Regions from separate parts of the Sus scrofa genome. Here region 2 is linked to region 1. The links are chromatin contacts, called in public Hi-C maps. All regions are on one chromosome and are shown on one strand. Each heading gives the region's core, a stretch centred on a gene start, on an enhancer-like site or on the middle of the called end of the contact. The rest is flanking DNA. Distances are from core to core; before and after follow the strand shown. Region 1 has its middle 260 kb from the start of CCDC54. Region 2 has its middle 440 kb from the start of CBLB.

Evidence for each region. Hi-C and Micro-C count contacts between places; a contact is called where the count stands out from the background.
Region 2: a Hi-C map of embryonic fibroblasts shows a contact between it and region 1, with 2.4 times the contacts expected there. The contact joins two enhancer-like sites. A contact is called at or near these places in 2 of 47 Hi-C or Micro-C datasets (embryonic fibroblasts and fetal skeletal muscle).

What each region holds. Positions count from the first base shown.
Region 1 is chr13:152,417,822-152,423,122 of Sscrofa11.1, reverse strand. No RefSeq gene overlaps it. Among named protein-coding and RNA genes, the nearest start is that of CCDC54, 260 kb to the right of the region's middle. Within about 2 kb of position 3,007, at least 5 of the 83 cell types and tissues checked have an H3K27ac peak or open chromatin away from gene starts, as enhancers often do. A contact at or near this core is called in embryonic fibroblasts, where this site is marked.
Region 2 is chr13:153,041,468-153,046,768 of Sscrofa11.1, reverse strand. No RefSeq gene overlaps it. Among named protein-coding and RNA genes, the nearest start is that of CBLB, 440 kb to the left of the region's middle. Within about 2 kb of position 2,273, at least 12 of the 83 cell types and tissues checked have an H3K27ac peak or open chromatin away from gene starts, as enhancers often do. A contact at or near this core is called in embryonic fibroblasts, where this site is marked.

The sequences.
Region 1 (5,301 bases), core at 1,758-4,257:
CAGCAGCTGAATCTCTGGCATCGGTCTTATGGGTTAGATCTATAAGCTATACCACTTTGCCCCTCTCTGTCTTGTGTGCCAGCCACTGTAGACTTTTGTCTGGTTGCCAGGTCAATAATCTCTCTTGGCATCTGCCTTTTTCACCCCTTTCCTCCTCCTCCCCCTCCATCAAGAAACCTAATTCCAAGTTGGCAGGCAGAAGGTCAGAAATCTTTGAAAGCTGCAATTTCCACTGCCCACACTCGGATCTCGCCTCTGTACATGCTGCCAAATGCCAACTTACTTTCTTCGTCCTCCATAAGATCCTGCATCTTGCAGTGCTTGGGCTGTCACCTGAATCTTGCCCTCACATCTGCTTTCCTCCCCTTCCTCAGCATCAGGGCTATCTTTTAATAGTAACATCCTGCCATGTCTGTCCCAAGGCTCAGCACATCTTGTCATCTGTCCTGGGATCAGCAGCCTCTTCAAAGTTATCGACTCAGGGACTTGCCTCTGTCAGAGGTGTCTGGAGGCCCAGAGCTGGCCCAGAGCATCTGGAGAAAGGAGAGCTGACAGCCCCCTGAAGCCCACACAATCACATCTTTGAAGAAATGGGTCAAGTTAAAGCAAATGACTGCAGGGTAGTATGACAGAAAAGACAAAGAACAAAGTCACACCCAACCTGAATAGGTGACAGTTTTATTTTTTATACATTTTGAAATGACATAATCAGGGCTACTTTAGAACAGTCTTTTAACAGTAAATAAATAAATAAATAAATAAATAAAAACTTTTAAATATCATGTATGCTTTTCACCCATCATGAATTTTTTAAAACATATACGCTGGGAACTTTATACTTTTTTTGTTTTAAAAAAAGTCAGTGTTTAATTTTGAAACTATAAATTGTACAGAAATTATATTCTGGAAAAATAGGATTTCCATCTCACTTGCTTCTAACTTCTTATAACCACTGTGCTATCACTATCATTTCTCCCCGAAAAGAGCAAAGTAAGAGCTACCTAAAAAGGGAGCAGTAAGAAAATGAGAGCACTAAAAAGAAATTAAAAAAGAGATCAAATGGCAATTATCATCTACAATGGAAATATCCATTGAGCATAAGTTAAAAAATATTATTCCAAAACCTGTGAAACCAGGGAAATGTTTACTTCTGGCAACTCAGAAAAGATGGATAAATCACTAAATAATACGAAAAAGTGAAGTTACAAAAAAGTCTTTAGCGATAGTACACTTGAGATATTATTACTTCTGTGTTGCTCTGTTATACGTGTAACATAGTGTTAAGACTCTTGACAAAATTATTTAAACTGGGGTTTATGGGGAGATCATTTAGCTCCTAATTAAATTTATCATCATGGGACCTAATTAAACTTAAAAGTTTCTGCACAGCAAAGGAAACCCTAAACAAAATGAAAAGACAATCTACAGAATGGGAGAAGATCTTTGAAAATGAATCGATGGACAAGGGATTCATCTCCAAAATTTATAAACACCTTCTGCAGCTCAACACCAAAAACACAAACAAGCCTATCAAAAAATGGGCAGACGATCTAAAAAGACAATTCTCCAAAGAAGACATACAGATGGCCAAGAAACACATGAAAAGATGTTCAACATCACTCATTATTAGAGAAATACACATCAAAACCACTCTGAGGTACCACCTTACACCAGCCAGAATGGCCATCATCCAAAAGCCTACAAACAATAGCTGCTGGAGAGGGTGTGGAGAAAAAGGAACCCTAGTACACTGTTGGTGGGATTGTAAATTGGTGCAACTCCTGTGGAAAACAGTGTGGAGACGCCTCAGAAAACTAAGCATAGAACTCCCATTTGATCCAGCAATCCCACTCCTGGGCATCTATCCAGAGAAAACCACGACTCGCAAAGACACATGTACTCTGATGTTCATTGCAGCACTATTTACAATAGCCAAGACATGGAAACAACCTAAATGTCCATCAGCAGAGAAATGGATCAAGAAGAGGTGGTACATATACACAATGGAATATTACTCATCCATTAAAAGGAACGAAATACCAGCATTTTTAGCAACATGGATGGACCTAGAAACTATCATGCTAAGTGAAGCCAGTCAGACAATGAGACACCAACATAAATGCTTTCACTGACATGTGGAATACGAAAAAAGGACAGACTGAACTTCTTTGCAGAACAAATACTGACTCACAGACTTTGAAAAACGTATGGTTTCCAAAGAAGACTGTTGGGGGATGGGGGAATGCGCTGGGGTTGTGGGATGGAAATCCTATAAAACTGAATTGTGATGATCATTGTACAACTATAAATGTAATAAATTAATTAATAAAAAAATCTGTGAAACTAGGAAAATGTTTACTTGTAGCAACTCAGAAAAGATGGATAAATCACTAAATAATACGAAAAAGTGAAGTTAACAAAAAAGTCTTTAGCGATAGTACACTTTAGAGATATTATTACATCTGTGTTGCTCTGTTATACATGTAACATAGTGTTAAGACTATTGACAAAATTATTTAAACTGGGGTTTCTATGGAGATCATTTAGTTCCACCTTATTCTTTAATATATAATGAAAGAGAAATCCAAAGATTAAGGTGGTTTTCCCTCCAGTAGCAAAGCAGGAGCCAGAATATTTTTGACTACCAATCCAGTGCTATGTATATATCTACACAGAAGTTTTAAATATGAAAAGAATGTGATTATAGTAAATAGATGATTTTATGAACTAAATTGTGCCCCCTCCCCCAATTCATATTGAAGCCATAAGTCCTGGTGTAATAGTATTTGGAGGTGGGGCCCTCAGAGGTAATTAGGTTTAGATGATGTCATGAAGGTGGGGCCCTCATGATAGGATTTCTATCCTTACAAGAAAAGGAAGAGAGAGAACTGAGCACTCACTCTCTCCACCACAAGAGCACAATGAGTACGTGGTGCCAAGAACCAAATCTGCTGGCACCTTGATACTGGCCTTCTCAGCAGCCAGAACTCTGAGAAATGTCTGTGGTTTAAATCCACCCAGTCTATGGTATTTTGTTACGGCAGCCCAAGATAACAAAGACAGATGAGTTCTGCCTTGTACACGTCTCCATTTCTAAAATAAATATGACCCATAATCATGGAATTCTGACTATGCACCACTAAATCAACTAAATCACTTAATCCACCAAGATTGGCACATGACTAAGAGAAAAGGAAAAGTCAGCCCTTTAAAAGTAAGCACTTAAAAAGTGAAGATGGCATCAGACAACATTCTTTGGTGAAGGGTAATGAACGGAAAAATAAAAGACTATAGAAACAGACTGAGATCAAGAACTGAGGTCTGGAAAGAGTGACAAGGATTACAGGTTCATACTTCATATACAGATGGCCCAGGGATTGTGTTTGCTTTGTCCTCATCATGTTTTATTTGTGTTGCTAAGAAGACATCCTGCTTGAAATGACAGGAAGCCAGTATGTCATCCAGGAACTAATGCTAAAGAGAAAGGTACATATGGAATGAACACGCTCCTGCAAACTGAAAGAAAAACAGAAGGCTTCTCTGTCTTTACAGAGTGAATGATGGATTGGTAGTGAGTGCTTGCCTATGGCTACAGCTCTCAAAGATATCTTTCATTATTCTTTTGAAAGTGGTGCATCAAAATAATTCCCCGACTCAAAAACAAAGAATTCACTGAAACTGGTTATAGTTCTCTTGAAAAAGAAACCACTGTTCCAAAGTACCTGAGTTGAAATCCATTGCTTGCTGGTTATGTGACCTTAAGTCAAGCACTTACCCTACTTAACCTCAGTTTGACCTTTAATCTAGAGATAATACATGTTCCCAGCCTCTTACCTGATATCCTTGGGACTAGACTTCAGAATTTTTTCATTATGGAATGTAGTACATATACCAAATTTATGTAATACCCATAATGTCCAGGACAGCAATTATTAAACAAACATATTGATATTCCTACAGAAAAATGAAATATGAATAATCTACTCGATGAGAAAAATAAAATTTATTAATATTTTTATGGAAAGTTAGGTGCTGTCACCAAAATTACAGAAGAACTTTCCAATTTAGAGCTTTCTGGCAGTTCCCACTGTGGTGCGGGGGGTTAAGAATACAACTGAGGCTGCTGGGGTTGCTGCAGAGACATAGAGTTGATCCTCAGCCCAGTGCAGTGGATCTGGCATCGCTGCAACTGCAGCATAGATCACAGCTACAGTTTGGATTCAATCCCAAATCCTGGCTGGGGAACTTCCGTATGCAACAGATGCAACCATTAAAAAATAATAATAATAAAAAAAGTTAGAGCTTCCTAGATTTTGGAATTTTGTATATGGAATGGGTGACCCATAAATATATTCATTCTAGAGTGATTATGAGGTATAAATGACTTACGGAGGATAGAAACTCATAAAATTATGTGGAATAGCTTATAAATGAGGACCCAAAGAATATCAAGGAACCCAAATACAAGGGAACTCTTTCCTGAGCATAAACTCCCTCTCCTAAGATAACCAGCATCCACTTGCCAAGTGATCTGAGAAGGAACACAGACTCCCCTGTTTCTTTCTTCTCCTCAGTAATCCCTTCTTCAGACTCGTACCTCCAAGCCCTACGGGAGGGCTTTTCTGCAGCTTAGGGAAGGGAGGTACGCAATAAACAGTGTTTTCCTTCTTTAACACTCCGTCCACCCTCTACCTCTCTCCTCCCTCTGCAGGCCCCTGATGAAAAGGAAAGAGCTTTGGGTTCTGCTTTAGTTTTTAAAACACGATGCCTCCACTGACCTTTAATCATTACATCAGCCAATGAGAGGCAAGTCTTAACCTACTCTTTGCAGTTAGTATCAGGACCTAGGTTCCAAATTTTCTGGAAGATGTTATCATCCCATGAGCTTCTCTGCCTCATGCCAGATCCCTCCCAGGGTCCAGAAAGGCCTATCTTTTCTCAATTCAAAGCTCATGTCCACCTTTCCAAGTAACCCACTCTAGTCTGAGGAATGCCCCCAATCCTGCTGAGTGACTCATTCAAAAGCATCCCACACACATCCCCTCCTCAATCCCCCCAGGAATCCACCTTTCCTAAGTTCAATTACTACAGGTTTTACAATAGAAAATTGCTTTACAGTTTCAGCAGCAATAGCAACCTTTCAGCCACCCCTGTGAGCAGAGATCTGCTCTTTTATGGTTCCTATGCAGCTTAACAAAAGTCATAGATACAGACAGACATTAAATCTATCATTTATATACCCAAAGTCATGCACAGAGATGTAGCGTGATTGAATCTAAATTCTAATGTTGAAAAGCTCTA
Region 2 (5,301 bases), core at 1,024-3,523, 620 kb before region 1:
AGTTTCCATGTTAGTAAAGTACATTCTGAAGGTAATAAACTCTCAGTCTTTGAAAGTGTTATTCAGTCTCTCTCTTGAGTCCATAGCAATGAGTAGAGTTCTAAATTGATAATCACTTTACCTCAGCAACAGGATATTATTTCATTTCACTGTTCTCTGGAAAAATGTTTACTTTTAGCCTAATTATTATTTTTTAAGTATCTTAGGAATTTTTTTGAGATATTTTTAATATTTCTATATTACTGATGTTCTACATTTCTTAAACTCAAGAAAATGTGGTCCTTTTTTTGTACTGAATATTGCCTCTCTCATTTTCTCTTATGGAACTGTATTAAATACTGAGTCTGTCCTCTATGATTCAGAATTGCTTTTGGTGTGACCCATAACTTTATCTCTTTGGGTTACATTTTCTATGATTTTTTTCTTTTTTTCTTTTCTTTCTTTCTTTCTTTTTAGGGCCACACCCTTGGCATATGGAAGTACCAGGTTAGGGGTCAGATCAGAGCTAGAGCTGCCAGCCTACACCACAGCTACAGCAATGCCAGATCGGAGCTGTGTCTGCGACCTACACTACAGCTTATGGCAATGCTGGCTCCTTAAAGCACTGAGCGAGGTCAGGGATCAAACTTGCAACCTCATGGATTCTAGTTGGGTTCATTAACCACTGGGCCATGAAAGGAACTATTCTATGATTTTTTTCAAGGTCATCTTCTCCTGGTATATTTTCTCAGTGGAACTTGTCATCTTATAATCTTTAAAATGTACTTATTTACTTTGTTATTGCTTCTAAATTGAGGGGTTATTTCTTTTCTTTTTTTTTTTATTTTTAGGGCCACACCCATGACATATGGAGGTTCCCAAGCTAGGGGTCCAATTAGAGATACAGATTCTGTCCTACACCACAGCCACAGCAACTCGAGATCTGATCCGTGTCTGTGATCTACACCACAGCTCATGGCAACGCCAGATCCTGAACCCACTGAGCAAGGCCAGGGATAAACCCACAACGAAACCTAGTTTAATTCATTTCCACTGTGCCATGACGGGAACTCCTATTTTATTTCTTATTGTTGAATTTCTTCCTACCCTAAACTTTCCTGCTCATCTATGGCAGTTTAGTACTTTCATTGTGATTTCTATTCTTTGAAAAAAAGTTTTAATCATTTACCAATTGAGTATTCATATTTTATTTTAGATTGTAATGTTGCTTCCATTTCTTGGTGTTAGTCCTCTCCTTGCTATGTCACCAATTCTTCCTTAAGGTGATAGTTTCCTCATCTGATATACAATTATTTAACATGAGTTCATTTTTATTAGGATTCTTCGGAGAATCTAAAGTTCTTGCTCTGACATGGGAGGTTCTCTGTAGAGTGGTTTATTTCTTTTGTGTCTAAGGAGCTTCAGTTGTATAGTAGCCAGAACTCTAGATGGGCCCCATGACCCATATCTCCCGATGTTACCTTATGATTATGTTATATTACAGGGCTGTAATGGTTAACTTATACGCCAATTTGGCTTAGTTATAGTCTCTAGTTAGTCAATCAAAGAGTAATCTAGGAGTTTCTCTGAAGGTATTTGTAGATTTGATTAAAGTCATAATGAGCTGACTTTAAGTAAGTAAGATTAGCCCAGCTAGTCTGAGTGCGCCTGATTTAATCAGTTGAAAGGTCTTAAGAGCAGAACTGAGACTTCTCAGAAGAAATCCTGTATGTGGACTACCATTCCAGCCTGCTCTCCCTGCCAAGCTGTCCTACAGATTTCAGACTTTCCGAGCCAATCCTCACACTCACCTATGCCAATTCTTGCAATAAATCCCTTGAGGCAGGTCTCCTTTTCTGTTTCTCTGATTGAACACTGGCAGAAACACTGGCAAAGAAATTTTTCAGATATAATTAAAGGCAGAAAAGGAGCAAGTACCTCCAATCTATACCTACAAAGAACTTATTCTTCCAACAACCTGAATGAACTGGGAAGCAAATTCTTTCCTGGGATGTCCAGATAACAGCTCAGCCCAGCTGACACCTTGATTTTGTCCTTGCATGACCCCAAGCAGAGCAACCAGCTGAGTCGGCTCGGTCTTTGGCCTAGAGCACTGTGAGTTTAAAAGCAGACATTGTTTTAAACCTCTAGGTTTGTGGTAATTTGCTATACAGCAATAAAGAACCAATGGAAATGATTCATTCTGACTTCTGAGGTTAGCATTCCATACCATGGATAGTGTGATGTGAACTTCATCTACTTAGGAATGACCCAGGCTAGAGTTTAAATTCCTGATATGTGACTATTTCTACCCATAACCTCTGACAGGCTGCATTCTTCCTTGTAGTTTATTTAGTCAGTGGGTGAAACATGACTAGTCCTGTTTTTACGAAACAGGCAGCTCTTGGCTTTATGAAGAATCGCAGATTCAGGTCTACATATCTCTTTCAGAATTTTTACATTTCATCCTTAAAAATCTCTTTCATGTAATACTTTTAAAGGCTAGTCTGAGGCTTCTTTAGATAGGAACTGGATCTGGAAAGAATAGAAAAGGCAGAAGTGATCTTTCTTACAGGAAAAAAAAAAAAAGAATTAAGTTTCTATCTCAAAACTTCTAATCCTAAACATGTAAACTTAATTATAAGAAAAACCAGGATCAGGTGGTAGAATATAATATAGTTTCACTGTCACTTAACTGAGTTCCTTGGAGATAAATATTTCAGAATATAGCACTTTTCCAATTTCACAAACGTAACGAAGGGCATTTACTATACATTACATTATGCCCCTTCTAAACCTGGGTCAGTGTTCTATAATCAAAGACAATGGAATTCAGTGTATCAATATTCCTATCAAGTGGATAAAGAACATGAATAGCTTCATGTAAGCTCAGGTGAAATTTCACTGCTATTTGATTCAAGTTAGGGAAGAATTTACCATGAAACACTTAAACTCTAAGACTTGGGAGCGCTTGAATTTTGGAATTTTAATAAGGAAGATGTAAATATTAAGTGAAGAGTTTTAAGGAATTAAAAAAATATGAGATCCTAAGAAGTGGGATAAAAAGTAATATTCTTCCATAAATAACAACAAAAATCTTGATAACAGGGCTTTCCAGATAATCATATAATTTTTTTAAAAGCATCCGGCTAGTCATACTCCTTTTATCCAGGCTTAGCACATGGTGTTTTAAACTTGCCCTTTTAAATTATGAATTCCACTTAGACATGGATATAGCCTATCACTATTAGCACTAAATAAACATTGAGATGTCAAAAAGTTATCAAACCATCAGGTTATTTTGCTATGTGCTATCTCACAGATCCTTTGAATTCTCTTTTCCTTGGGGATAACAGCCAGTGTTTGCTTATAATTGGACACTGTCATTCTAAAGGGAGCCCTACAACCTCAGATACCAGCATAGTTGAGAGGACTCTGATTTATGGCTTAAGTGAAAAAAAAAAAAAAGCCATTTACTTCTTTTGCTGTTCTTCAAAGGAAATTAGACCAGAGAAGAAGATGCATATAATTCTGGAATAATGCTGAATGGGGAGTGTGTGTGTGTGTGTGTGCTCATGCACATACGCATGCCTGTGTAGCATTTTAAAGCAGGTGTAAATAAATAACCTTTCCAATTATTTTAATTCTTTCAAAGAAGTCAACATTAGGAAAATAAGAAAAGAACAGGAGAGAGCCTTGTAAAAGAGCACAGTTGTCCTCAATCTCTGCTTTCCTGTCACCTTTAATTCCAGAATACACTGTCATGTCTTAAATGATCCTCCACTCAAACTCCTATGTTGCGTATTTGCAATGACAAATAGCTTAAATCTACGACATCTTGATCTTCTACTAACAATGTTTGTCGCAATTCAAATAAATATTTACTTCTTGAGCTTCATGGTTTTCTTGACAATCTTTGGCCTTTGTTCTGACTTTGTTTTCTATTCTCCTGGGTCTGTTTTCCTTATTCTACACTAACTAGGAGATCAAGGACAGGTTCCTCTTTCAACCAATAAAATAGAAAACATTCCTAATGAAACAGCTTTTGAAATCACCTCTCCTCTAATTGTCCTCAAATAGTTTCTCCTATTACCTGCATTTTCAGTTAAGAAATCAGTTAAGAAAAGGTTAGCCATCATCCTCATAGGTGAGGAATGGAGGAAAGTTCTGATGGGAACAGCGGGCTGCAGTAACAGTTAATTATGCTCTGGTGCATGTCTTTCATTAAGGTTCTATTTCCTTCACCAGAGCCCTCAATAAAACATTTCTCAAAGGGCCCCTTAGGAGTCTGTGCAGGGAAGAGCAGTCTATCAGGCAGCTCCAGGCAGGATGTAGTGCTGCAGCCTGTGAGGTGGCATTAATGAGGCTGAGTAATGCAACTTGACAAGGCCTGATGAATGGGACTCTCTAGGGGGATGGTCTGACAAATGTAGGCTCCATGACAAGCATAGTTTTCTAAACAATGTGAGGCTTCATTTATCAGTTGATTGGTTATGAAAAAGACCTAGTCCAAAAGGAGGATTGGGATTTAAGGAAGAAATTGTCTCAAGCGATTAGAAGCAATGAGTTGATGGTGTTATCAATGATGTGTTTATTGGCAATTATGCTTTTCATCCTGTGGCATCAGAGAAACCTCTGGCTAGAGAACATGACTAAGAAATTGCCTAATGGCAAATTGGAGTGAAAAAACAGTACTTCTGGACTTTGAATCTTTGTGGCTGCCAAATATGTCTAAACGTCTAAACGTGCCAAAGGTAGGAATGGGTATCATCTAATAGCTTTGGCTTCTACAATATGCTGCATCACCACAATCTTGATTATAATATTTTATAATTCAGTTTAGAAAAGTATTCTCTTTTTTTGGTTATGCCCTATATCTAATAAATATAAGCTTTGAGAGACAATTTGGAAAGGGGTATTCTTTACTTGTTTTTTCCTACATTGGGAACTAGAAACTTAACAGTAATAGTAGCATTGGTTTTATAGATGAGATACATTTAGTAACAGAGAGAGGAGGTATTTAAGACCTTGTGGAAATGACATTTTGTTGAGGGAGATTACGAAATACTCATATGGAATGAAGTAAAGAGTTTGCACACTGGATTTGGACTTCAGTCTTGAGTTCCTCTGTTCTAAACAACTGACAACAACACTTAACCAGTGCACTTAATGAAACAGTTCTTGTCAGAACACTACCTTATTCCATATCACTTATATTGGGATAGTATTTTCTTATGTTTTTAGGCCCTTGTTTTTAAGGTTTTTGTATGACTGTGGTTCATCAAGCCATCATTTTTGGTACCCTCTGGTATGCTTTGCAAA